Regions from separate parts of the Zea mays genome. Here regions 2 and 3 are each linked to region 1. Evidence: chromatin contacts called from public Hi-C data. All regions are on one chromosome and are shown on one strand. Each heading gives the region's core, a stretch centred on a gene start, on an enhancer-like site or on the middle of the called end of the contact. The rest is flanking DNA. Distances are from core to core; before and after follow the strand shown. Region 1 holds the start of LOC100278950 (transcription initiation factor TFIID subunit 4b). Region 2 holds the start of LOC100193187. Region 3 holds the start of LOC103636817.

Region 1 (3,213 bases), core at 404-2,903:
TCCCGTTTGCGAGGAATCTCCACAAGTTGGAGCCTCTCGCCCTTACAATATTGATCACAAAGAAAGCACAAGAGTAAGGATGGGAGAGCAACACACGCAAGACCCAAATCCGCAGCACACACACGCACACAAGCTAAGACTTGAGCTCGAAACGTAGCACACTGAGTTCACAACTCAAACGGAGCTCAAATCACTAACACAATCGATCGAATGTGTGGAAGCGGAGTCTGGGAGTCTTAGAATGCTTAGAGAATGCTTGTTGTACTGCTCCATGCGCCTAGGGGTCCCTTTTATAGCCCCAAGGCAGTTAGGAGCTGTTGGACATCAATTTGGTAGGCAATTCTTGCCTTCTGTCGAGTGGTGCACCGGACAGTCCGGTGCACCACCGGACAGCCACTGTAGCAGTCCGGTGCTCGATTTCCTTCCATACCGGGCGCGGCCGACCGTTGGTCCTCCGGGGCCGTTGGTGCACCGGACACTGTCCGGTGTGCCCAACCGACCGTTGGCGCGGACCACGTGTCGCGCGTTGATTGCACGGACGACCGTTGGCCGCTGGCGCCGTTGACTCACCGGACAGTCCGGTGCATCACCGGACAGTCCGGTGAATTATAGCCACGTCACCTTTCTCTTTTCCCGAGAGCATCCAATTCACGTTTGACCAACCTGGGGCACCGGACACTGTCCGGTGCACCATCGGACAGTCCGGTGTGCCAGGCCCGAGCTGGTGTTGGCTGTACTTTGCCAATTCTTCTCCAATTCAATTATTCTTTTCTTGGCACTGTTTCTAGCACTTAGATAACCATGTTAGTATACAAAAACAATTCACTAAGTCTAGAAACATACTTTGTTCTTGATTTCACACTTCTCACTCATTTGGCACATAAGAACTCACTCAATATGTGTTGGACATCTAATCACCAAAATACTTATAGAAATGGCCCAAGGGCATATTTCCCTTTCAGTCTCCCCCTTTTTGGTGATTTATGCCAACACATCAAAAAGCAACAAAAGAAGTGCAACATCAATGCAAATGAAGACCAATTCCCTTTTTACTTAAGATTTGGCATATTTGGATCACTCTTTGCCACCACTTGGTTTGTTTTTGCAAATCAAATTCTTTTTCCTATCTCTAAGTCAAACACACTTGTTTGGGCAAATCGAGAGATATTCTAAGAGTAAAATTGATCAAGTGTCAAAAACTCCACCTTTTTCCTATAATCAAAATTCTCCCCCATAAGAGACCAAATTTTGTAATAAGAGTATTTTGACAAAAACTAAATTCTAATATTCCTCTATTTTGAAAATTCACAAGTGGTTGACTGATCCATTTTACTTTTGCGTTGGCCTTAATTTCTCCACTTTGGCATTAAGCTCTAAAATAGGATCATTCTTGGCTCTTTAACCTCGTTGCCTTACCAAAATGATGATGCCATTAACAAAATAGTTTACAAATCATTTATTTTAAGTCCGGATGTATGTGCATGGATACTAGGATGCCGATCAGGGGAAAGTACCCAGTTCATGTTTATCCAAAAGAGATTTGTAAGAAAGAATTATAAGAAAACTGAAACATGTAACCCTATCGAGATATTAGACGGGCCATTTGTACAGATCCAAGAAGGCCCACTGACAGCCCAGTAAGACACGGAGGCGCCATGGGAAAAAGTAGCCGGCCTTCTTCCTCCGGCTCCCTTCCTTCCTGCCCGCACAAGGGATTTCGTTTTGTTTCGTTTCATTTCATTTCGTTTCCTCCCGTTCGTCGAAGCCCCGGCGGAGAGGCGAGGTGAGCTTTCTCGGAGAGGGGACCTCGCGCCACCAGCCGCCCGAGCTTCCCGCGCCATGGATCCCATCATGAAGCTACTCGAGGACGACGAGGTGCCCCGCCTGACCTGGGCCTCTCTTGCCATTTTCGGATTCTTGTGGGGTGAAGGCGGGGGGGGATTTGATCGGAACGGTGTCCTTCTTGTTCCGAATTGCGCAGGATGAGAGTCTGCACTCGGGTGCCGACGTCGAGGCCTTCACGGCGGCGCTGAACCGCGAGGTGGAGGCCAGCGCGAGCGCCAGCGCCAGCACCAGCACCAGCGTTCCCGCCGGCTCCTCGTCCCAGCCCACGGATCACGGTGCTGGTGAGCCCCCAGACCCCGTTGCCCCTTTCTGTTCTCTCTTCGAATTCGCGTTGTGCACTGCTTTTGGCGATAATTGGGGGCTATAGGAATCGAGAAATGACACGGGTGGTTTTGGATAATGCGGCTCTTGGGTTGGGGAAAAATAACTTCGACCGACGTTTCTTTTGTCCATGGTAACAGAATGCAGCTCCAGAGTTGGAAATGCTGGACCTCCATTTTTCTGTTTAGTGTGTGCAATGCATATACAATCTGAACAAATGCACCTCGATGAATCTCTCGTTCAAAAATGGGTTGGCTCAACTCTCTGATGGAGCCTGTGACACTGACATCACAAATAGGAAGCAAGTTTCTTTGAGTTTGATTTGAATAGGGTCTGACATTTATGCATTCTTGCAGTACAAATAAAAACAGTAGGGAAAACAATGCTGAAGTAATGGAACTTGGACATTCTGTCGTAAGAAAATAAATTGTGCTTAATGCTTCTTCATTACATTAAAATTAAAATAAGTGTTCAAGACTTTGGGGTCAAATAATGGTCTATGGAGCTGGAATCATATGGGTTTCTGAAGTTAGCCTAGGATTTATTAGAAATAGCTATGGGTTTCTGACTTAGTTCAGTAATTATCACCAATATGTTGGTCTTATTTTAAAATTAATCAGAGTGGATGGTGTTTGTACTGTTGGTCATGGAGGTATGAAGTCAGCCAAAAAACTCGTTTGAACTTGAAGACATGTTAGGGTTTCCGGTTCAAAAATAATTGTAGAGTGGTTTTTATACGAGTGTTTGTGGTTGCCCTTGGACTATGGAGATTGGAACAGAGAATCGAATTTACACTTCCATTCTTGTTATGATGGACTTTGCAACAAAAATAGAACTCGCAAACATAATTAGGGTGTTATTTTATGGTATTCTCTTTAGGAGTATAGTATTTATGTTTCCCTTTTGTTTGGATGATCTGAACCAGAGTTTTTTTGGCATTGGTGTTATGAGTGCAATGAAGTTTTCAATCAAAGACTGCATTAGGAACATTTTCAGCAAGTAAGCAGAAGTATATTTTTTTTGTATCCATGTCTTTGCTTGCATGTG
Region 2 (3,213 bases), core at 300-2,799, 250 kb before region 1:
CGAAGAAAAGAGGGGGGTGTGAAACCAAACACGATGCCAAGTTTCCTACACGGCCTGATCTGACGGGTGCAAGGAGTGAATCTGAATCTAGAATTCATTTGGGTTGCGGACGAGCCTGGCTCAATGGTAAGACGCTCGGGTGTAGTGTTACCCTAATATCCTCTCTAGCAGCTTATCTATACATATACTCATATTCAAATTACACTATATAAACAGCGCAATCTGCTATATAAAACAATGCAAAACAGTGTTTGTAGTGACCATATAGGTGCAATGTACAGTAGTCCACCCGTATGGTCACAAAAACACCTTTTGCATATAATATCTTACAATATTTGTCTTAACTCATAAAAATGGCTCCAACCGTTCTTATTTTACATATTTTTTATTAAAAAAATATAAAACACACCATGAAGTGACTCAAATGTATTCCACTTCAAATCAATGTCATATCTTCGTTTTCTATTTCATTCTCAACAATTTCTTTATATTAACTATTGGAACTCAATTTATTTTAGTGCCCTTAACACTTTAAAATGATGTGCTCAATCCGTTTCAATTTATAATTCATTTTATTTTTTACCTCGAGTTTGACCAGCTCGTCGTATTGGAAAAAAAATTATAATTATTATTAGCTTTTAATGTGGTATCGTTTAGCATATAATATATTGTAGATATGTCTTTGAATTTTTCATATTTATAAAAAAACTAAATAAGACAAGGCAGCCAAAATTAGTAAAGAAAAGTGAAACGAATTCTAAATTAGGACAGATGGAGCAATATTTTTAATTTGTAGGACACTATTTTAAAGCATCTTGTTGGAGATGCTAGAAATTAGACAAAAACTAACTTGTTTATACTCAATCCAGTTTTCGAAAGCCAGATTCTTAAAAAAAACTCGAGGGTTCCGTCCTTAGCTTTGGATCTGTTTTTTTCCCCGTAAATTGGACGTGGTCGAGCTGTCGCTGCAGCACAAGGGGCGGAGTGCGTCGCAATCAGCGGGCATTAGGGGCGAGCACGAATCCACGGCACGCTGAGTCAGACGCACCGGGGCTGCCCGACACGCGAATCCACGCACCCGTCTCTGTCCCATCCGCAGCCCCACCCCACGGAAAAGCAAGCAGGCCCATCCAGCCGCAGGCATGCGGGGGCAGCAGAAGCGGCAAACCGCGCGCCCGCCCACGACGCGACGCGACGAGCGGCGGACGGGGCGAACGCGCGGCGCCCCGGAACGCGTGGTGGAACCGTTCCGCACACCCTAGGGCCAGGAGGAGGACGCGATCCGACGGCCCGCGGGTGCCCGACCGGCCGCGGAGACACGGAGCCGCCCCCCGCGCACCCGAGGACCTTGGAACTTCCTCGCACGACACACACACACCCTCACCGCACCGCACCACCTGGCGGGGCCCGCCTCTCTGTCTGACCCCGGTCCAAGCCTCTGGTTACCTAACCTAACCAACCATGGTTGCTCGTGCAGCTCCAGCACTCTCCAGGGGCCTATATATCTCCTTCCCCGGCAGCGAACCAGCCGTTCTCTTCGTTCCGTCTCGCAGTGGTAGCACCGCAGCAGAGAGAAGAGAGATCTTCTAGCCTAGTAGTAGCATCTACTTACTAGTGAGTGAGTAGGAGTACTTGGCTAGGACGGGGGGGCCGTGACGACGGTAGCAGCATGAGCTGCAACGGGTGCCGGGTGCTGCGCAAAGGCTGCAGCGAGGCCTGCGTGCTGCGCCCCTGCCTCCAGTGGATCGACGCCGCCGAGGCGCAGGGCCACGCCACCGTGTTCGTCGCCAAGTTCTTCGGCCGCGCGGGCCTGCTCTCCTTCATCTCCGCTGTCCCGGACGCGCAGCGGCCCGGTACGCTTCCGTCCCGTCCCGTCCCCATGCATGAACTATCACACACCGACCATGATCCCTAGCTAGCTTATTATTGCTTACCAGGCTTACTGTGGTCCATGGCACCTCCTCGCAGCCCTGTTCCAGTCGCTGCTGTACGAGGCGGCGGGGCGGACCATCAACCCGGTGCACGGCGCGGTGGGGCTGCTGGGCACGGGGAACTGGCACCTCTGCCAGGCCGCCGTCGACACCGTGCTGCGGGGCGGCGCCATCGGCCCGCTGCCGGAGCTTGGCGCCGGGACGGGCCACCTGTACGGGCCCCCCGCCGCCACCGACAAGCGCGCCGGCGGCTGGTCCACCTTCTCCACGGCGAAGCGGGCGCGGAAGGCCGCCGCCGGTGCCGGGGCGCCGCCCGCGGCGGAGGCGGCGGCGTACTGCGACCTAGGGCTGTGCCTCAGCAGCAGCCCCGGGTCCCCGCCGGCGACGGCGGACGGGAGGAGGGCCCCCCTCCTGCGGCCCGGCACGCCGTCCATGAGCTCGGACGAGTCCGTCACGACCACGGCCGGCGGCGACAGGGAGCCCGTGCTGCTCAACCTTTTTGCCTGATGAAGCCGCCGGTCGACGACGCAGGCCAAACCAAACCAAACCACACGCGCAGCGGCTCTCTTGATTGGCCGCCGTGTGATGTGATGTTTTGTCTGGACGATCTGTCCCGGCGGCCAGGCGTTTTCTCTCGTCGCCGGCGACGGCAAGGCCGTTTTTCATTCGTTTCTGGCTGCGGCCTTAGATTTTATTTTTGGTTGCGTAGTAGCGGTAGTAGAAAAGAAACTACCAGTAGCAGCCGGAGCCGGCCTCGAAGCCCCGTTTGCGTGTGGGCGAAGATGAGACTATGAGAGCGCCGGTGGCCACCCCACCAAAGTATAACTGTTTTTTCCCCCTGTTCTTTTTTTCCCCTTCTCTCCTTTATTGAACAATTACTATAATATAAATAAAATACTATAGCACCACCACTACATCTGAGCTTCGGTGGGTCGACCGACCGACTGTGTGCGTTTGTGCTTGTACGTATAACTGGTGTGTGTGTGGTTTATTACTGTTGTGATTGACATGATAATTGGCGATGACGTCCCGCGAACAGTGACGTGTGCAGCGGGATGGTGACGATCGGTCTCGATGCGTTCGCGCCGGGGGCAAGAAGGGGAATGGTCTTGGAGCGCTGCACGGCCCCGCGTCTCGCGGGTACGGAGTTGACGAGGGATCAACGCAGAGGCAGCAGCGGGTCGCGCTCGCGCCTCGTCCGCCGCGCCACTCGATCGAGCCTGCCGTGCGCCCGTGCCCTGACGAGAGAGATACCGGACGCGACAGTGGCCGACATGGGTGC
Region 3 (3,213 bases), core at 386-2,885, 130 kb before region 1:
CTTGCATTGGATCTAGTTCAACGAGTTCCACAGCAACGAATCTAAAATCTAGGTTCAGTTTACGCAGCTTGGATCGATCTCTAACCATAAGGCTCAAACTCGTCGAGTCTTGTGCCTAGCTAGGGGTGGACCTCCTCGAGGGCGAATTTCAGTCCCGGTTACAAAAATCTCCTCGATGTGTTCCACTCGCTTCGGGTTACGTCTTGCGCGCCATAATCTTGCTAGACCGTTGCAGAGTAGACGATGATGACATGCTAGTGATGGAGATCTAGGGTTCGAGAATTTTCTCGGTTATGAGTCTCGGGACTATATTTTGGTCTCTTCTTAATATAATACCGGAAGAACCGTCATTCTCTTCCCGTCGAGTTTTTTTTGTGTGTGTCTAGCTAGGCATAATTTTGTACGGGGTATAGTAGGCTCTTCCATCCAAAGAAGGAAGAGAAGTGAAGAAACAGCGCACAAAGAGAAGATAAGTATATCTGCGGTGGCATAAGAATCGAATGGTTGGTAGTGGTACCCACAAATACAGTGAGACTCGGTCGGAACTACCCTATCGTGCCAAATTCAGGCACTTGTGGAGCCAGCAGGGAGGCTGCGGCAGGCCGCCTGCTTCGTGGTCCAGACGCTGCCCAGCCCTGCTGGTAGTAGTAGTGGTAGGCTGGCCCGGCGGCACCGACCCGATGATCATCAGAGACGACGGGGGGAGGCAGTCGTCGTCGGACCCCGCGCTCGGGGCTGCCGGCGGACCCGGACTCCGTCGACGACGACGACACGCTCGTCCTCGAGTCCACGCTAGTAGACGACGCCTCCTTCTTCCCGGGCGCCGCGCCGCCGAAGCACCCTAGAGCCAGCGTCAGCTCCAGCTCGCTCTCTCGGAGAAGGAGCGGAGGGGCCTCGCTGTTGCCACTCCGCCCATGCTGCTGCGGCGGCGAGTGGGCGTCGTCGTCCCACGACCTGCTGCTCGAGCCGGCGCCGGTCCCCACGGTGCGTCTCTCGTCGTCGTCGTCCTCCGCCGCCGCCTCAAGGTCGCGTCGCGTGGCCGCGGGCGGCATTGCCGTTGCCGTTGCCGATCTTGTTGCCTCGTTCGTCGCCGCGTCATCGCCGGCCATCAGTAGCTGCTGGGCCCGGTACAGCCGGTGCAGCTCCTGGACCTGGTGTGGAAACGTACGTCGATCAGCATTAGAGGTTGCTTTAGGGATCGGAGCCGGGCGCGCGGTTTGAGAAACGCATGCACGTGAGCTAGGACTGGAGGCTGGCTCTCTGCTAGCTAGCTGCTTGGTTTGCTTGATTCTTATTATTACCTGTTGCCTGAACGTCTCTTCTTGCCTTAGCATGGCCATCTTCATGCGCTCCTTCTCGAACTGCTTCAGATGATACCTTGACATCTTCTCACTTGGATGCTTATCGGGATCGAAAAAACCTTGGGAGTTGGGACGTTCTCTGTGTTGGATCGAGGAGGAGGAGGGTAGGGTTAGGGGCACTTAGCTTTCTGGACACTCCACGGCCTGCTGCTATTTTAAAGGCGCAGAGCGGCCGGGATGGACGCAGCTCGGAGTGCGGGGGGATCGATCGGAATTCGGAGGGGGAGGAATGATATGCCGGCCCCACGGCCCACCACGAACTCGCGACTCCAAAAGCAGGGGACACAGCAACCCCCACTTGCTATAAATATGTGTATCCAACCATGTATCTATCTATCCAGAAATAGATTTTTATGGAGTGAGGGGGAGCACTAGGCGAGCGAAAAAGAATCGGGCGGAGAGACAGGCACGGCACAGCACAGCACAGAAAGTGGCAAGGCTGTTGTTCACATGCATGTGTGCCTGCCCGCCCTGCCTGGAATATATCATGCCTCCCTTATTAACTTGTTGACATCACACACATCCACTCAGGAATACATAAATGGCACGGTCGCCCCCAGCCCCACTTTTGATCTCTCAATCCTGGGGTGAACTGTCATCCCCAGATCATCAGCCACTTCTGGACCACACTAGCTCGATCGATCGTCCTCTCGAGAAATGACCATGATGCTGTTCAGGTAAAGAAGAGCTGGACTTTGCCACACGTTTATTCGGTGTTACGTATAATTAGCCATACGAGTTCGTTAAGGGCAATGCTATTTTCCGTTTCCCGGGGATTATTGGCCACCGCAAAACGATTCCTAGCTGGATTTTTTTTGAAAAAGGACACGGCAAGAGCATTGCCATGGCCAAAAATTTATTAGAAAGGGACACTTCCAAACACTGGAAAGGAAAAGGAAAAACAACACTAGGGTAGAGGGGGGCAAAGAAAAGAAAAGAAGCACTAGCAAAACAGCCCACTAGAAACCCAGCACGCCACACAAACAAAACGCTAAAACGCTAAAATTAACTAGAAGCTCTTTGCGGGTTGAAATCTTCTTTGACGAAGTTGGCCACTTCTCGCTCGCTCTTCTCAAGACCATGAAAGATTCTTCGATTTCTTTCTTTCCAAATCTCCCACCAAAAGTAAATACAGAGACCATCGAATTCCTTGCGAGCAGTTTTCTCTACTTTTAGTCTGCACTTCCTCCACCATCCATAGACCGACGAGCACTGGTCCAACTTTGGCAGAGAGGAGAGGTTGTACCACGAGCTGAGCCAACTCCAACACGATTTTGTGAATATGCAATCTTTTGCTAGATGGCCCACCGTCTCCGGTTCGCGCTTACAAAGCTTGCAGATAGGATCATTATTCCAACCTCGCTTCTGAAGATTATTGGTCGTTAGAATTTTGTTATGGAGGAGGGTCCATGCAAAGAACCGACATTTAGGCTCTGTCTTCGCCTTCCAAACTGGAGAAAGTTTGAGCTTGGCAAAACTCCCGTGGAACTGAGCCAGGTAAGCACTCTTGGTAGAGTATTCGCCATCTGATGTCCAGCGCCATCTGATTTTGTCTACTTCCTCAATATTTATATGGACTTCATGGATGGCTTCCCAAAGTCTCACAAATTCAATAATTTCAGTTTCCCCAGAAACCGGAGAAATAAGAGAAATCCATGTATTGTTGAGCAGGGCCTTATGTACCTTAATGTTTTTGCGCTTTGCCTTAATGAAGAGATTGGGGGCAATGAGACGCGCCGCCATGCCATTAATCCAATTGGAGAACCAGAAAGAAGCAAGGGTCCCATTGCCAACTGTCACCGAAGTTGAAGCATGAAACAAGTCTCTATCTTCTTTGGTACATGGGGTGTCA

The links. A called contact is a pair of places that touch in the nucleus more often than the background predicts.
Region 2: a contact with region 1 is called in a Hi-C map of bundle sheath, with 2.8 times the contacts expected there. The contact joins the promoter of LOC100193187 here to the promoter of LOC100278950 in region 1. A contact is called at or near these places in 8 of 25 Hi-C or Micro-C datasets (bundle sheath, ear, endosperm and 3 more).
Region 3: a Hi-C map of root tip shows a contact between it and region 1, with 8 times the contacts expected there. The contact joins the promoter of LOC103636817 here to the promoter of LOC100278950 in region 1. A contact is called at or near these places in 10 of 25 Hi-C or Micro-C datasets (bundle sheath, ear, endosperm and 3 more).

What each region holds. Positions count from the first base shown.
Region 1 is chr1:77,616,254-77,619,466 of Zm-B73-REFERENCE-NAM-5.0, reverse strand. LOC100278950 (transcription initiation factor TFIID subunit 4b) reads left to right here and starts at 1,653. Exons shown (of 15, transcript XM_008659106.3): 1 at 1,653-1,875; 2 at 1,982-2,126. The coding sequence starts at 1,840.
Region 2 is chr1:77,866,931-77,870,143 of Zm-B73-REFERENCE-NAM-5.0, reverse strand. It overlaps LOC100193187, which reads left to right and starts at 1,549. Exons shown (of 2, transcript NM_001138342.1): 1 at 1,549-1,853; 2 at 1,920-2,944. The coding sequence starts at 1,670. The coding sequence ends at 2,725.
Region 3 is chr1:77,749,879-77,753,091 of Zm-B73-REFERENCE-NAM-5.0, reverse strand. LOC103636817 reads right to left here and starts at 1,635. Exons shown (of 2, transcript XM_008659141.4): 1 at 1,302-1,635; 2 at 1-1,151. The coding sequence starts at 1,385. The coding sequence ends at 546.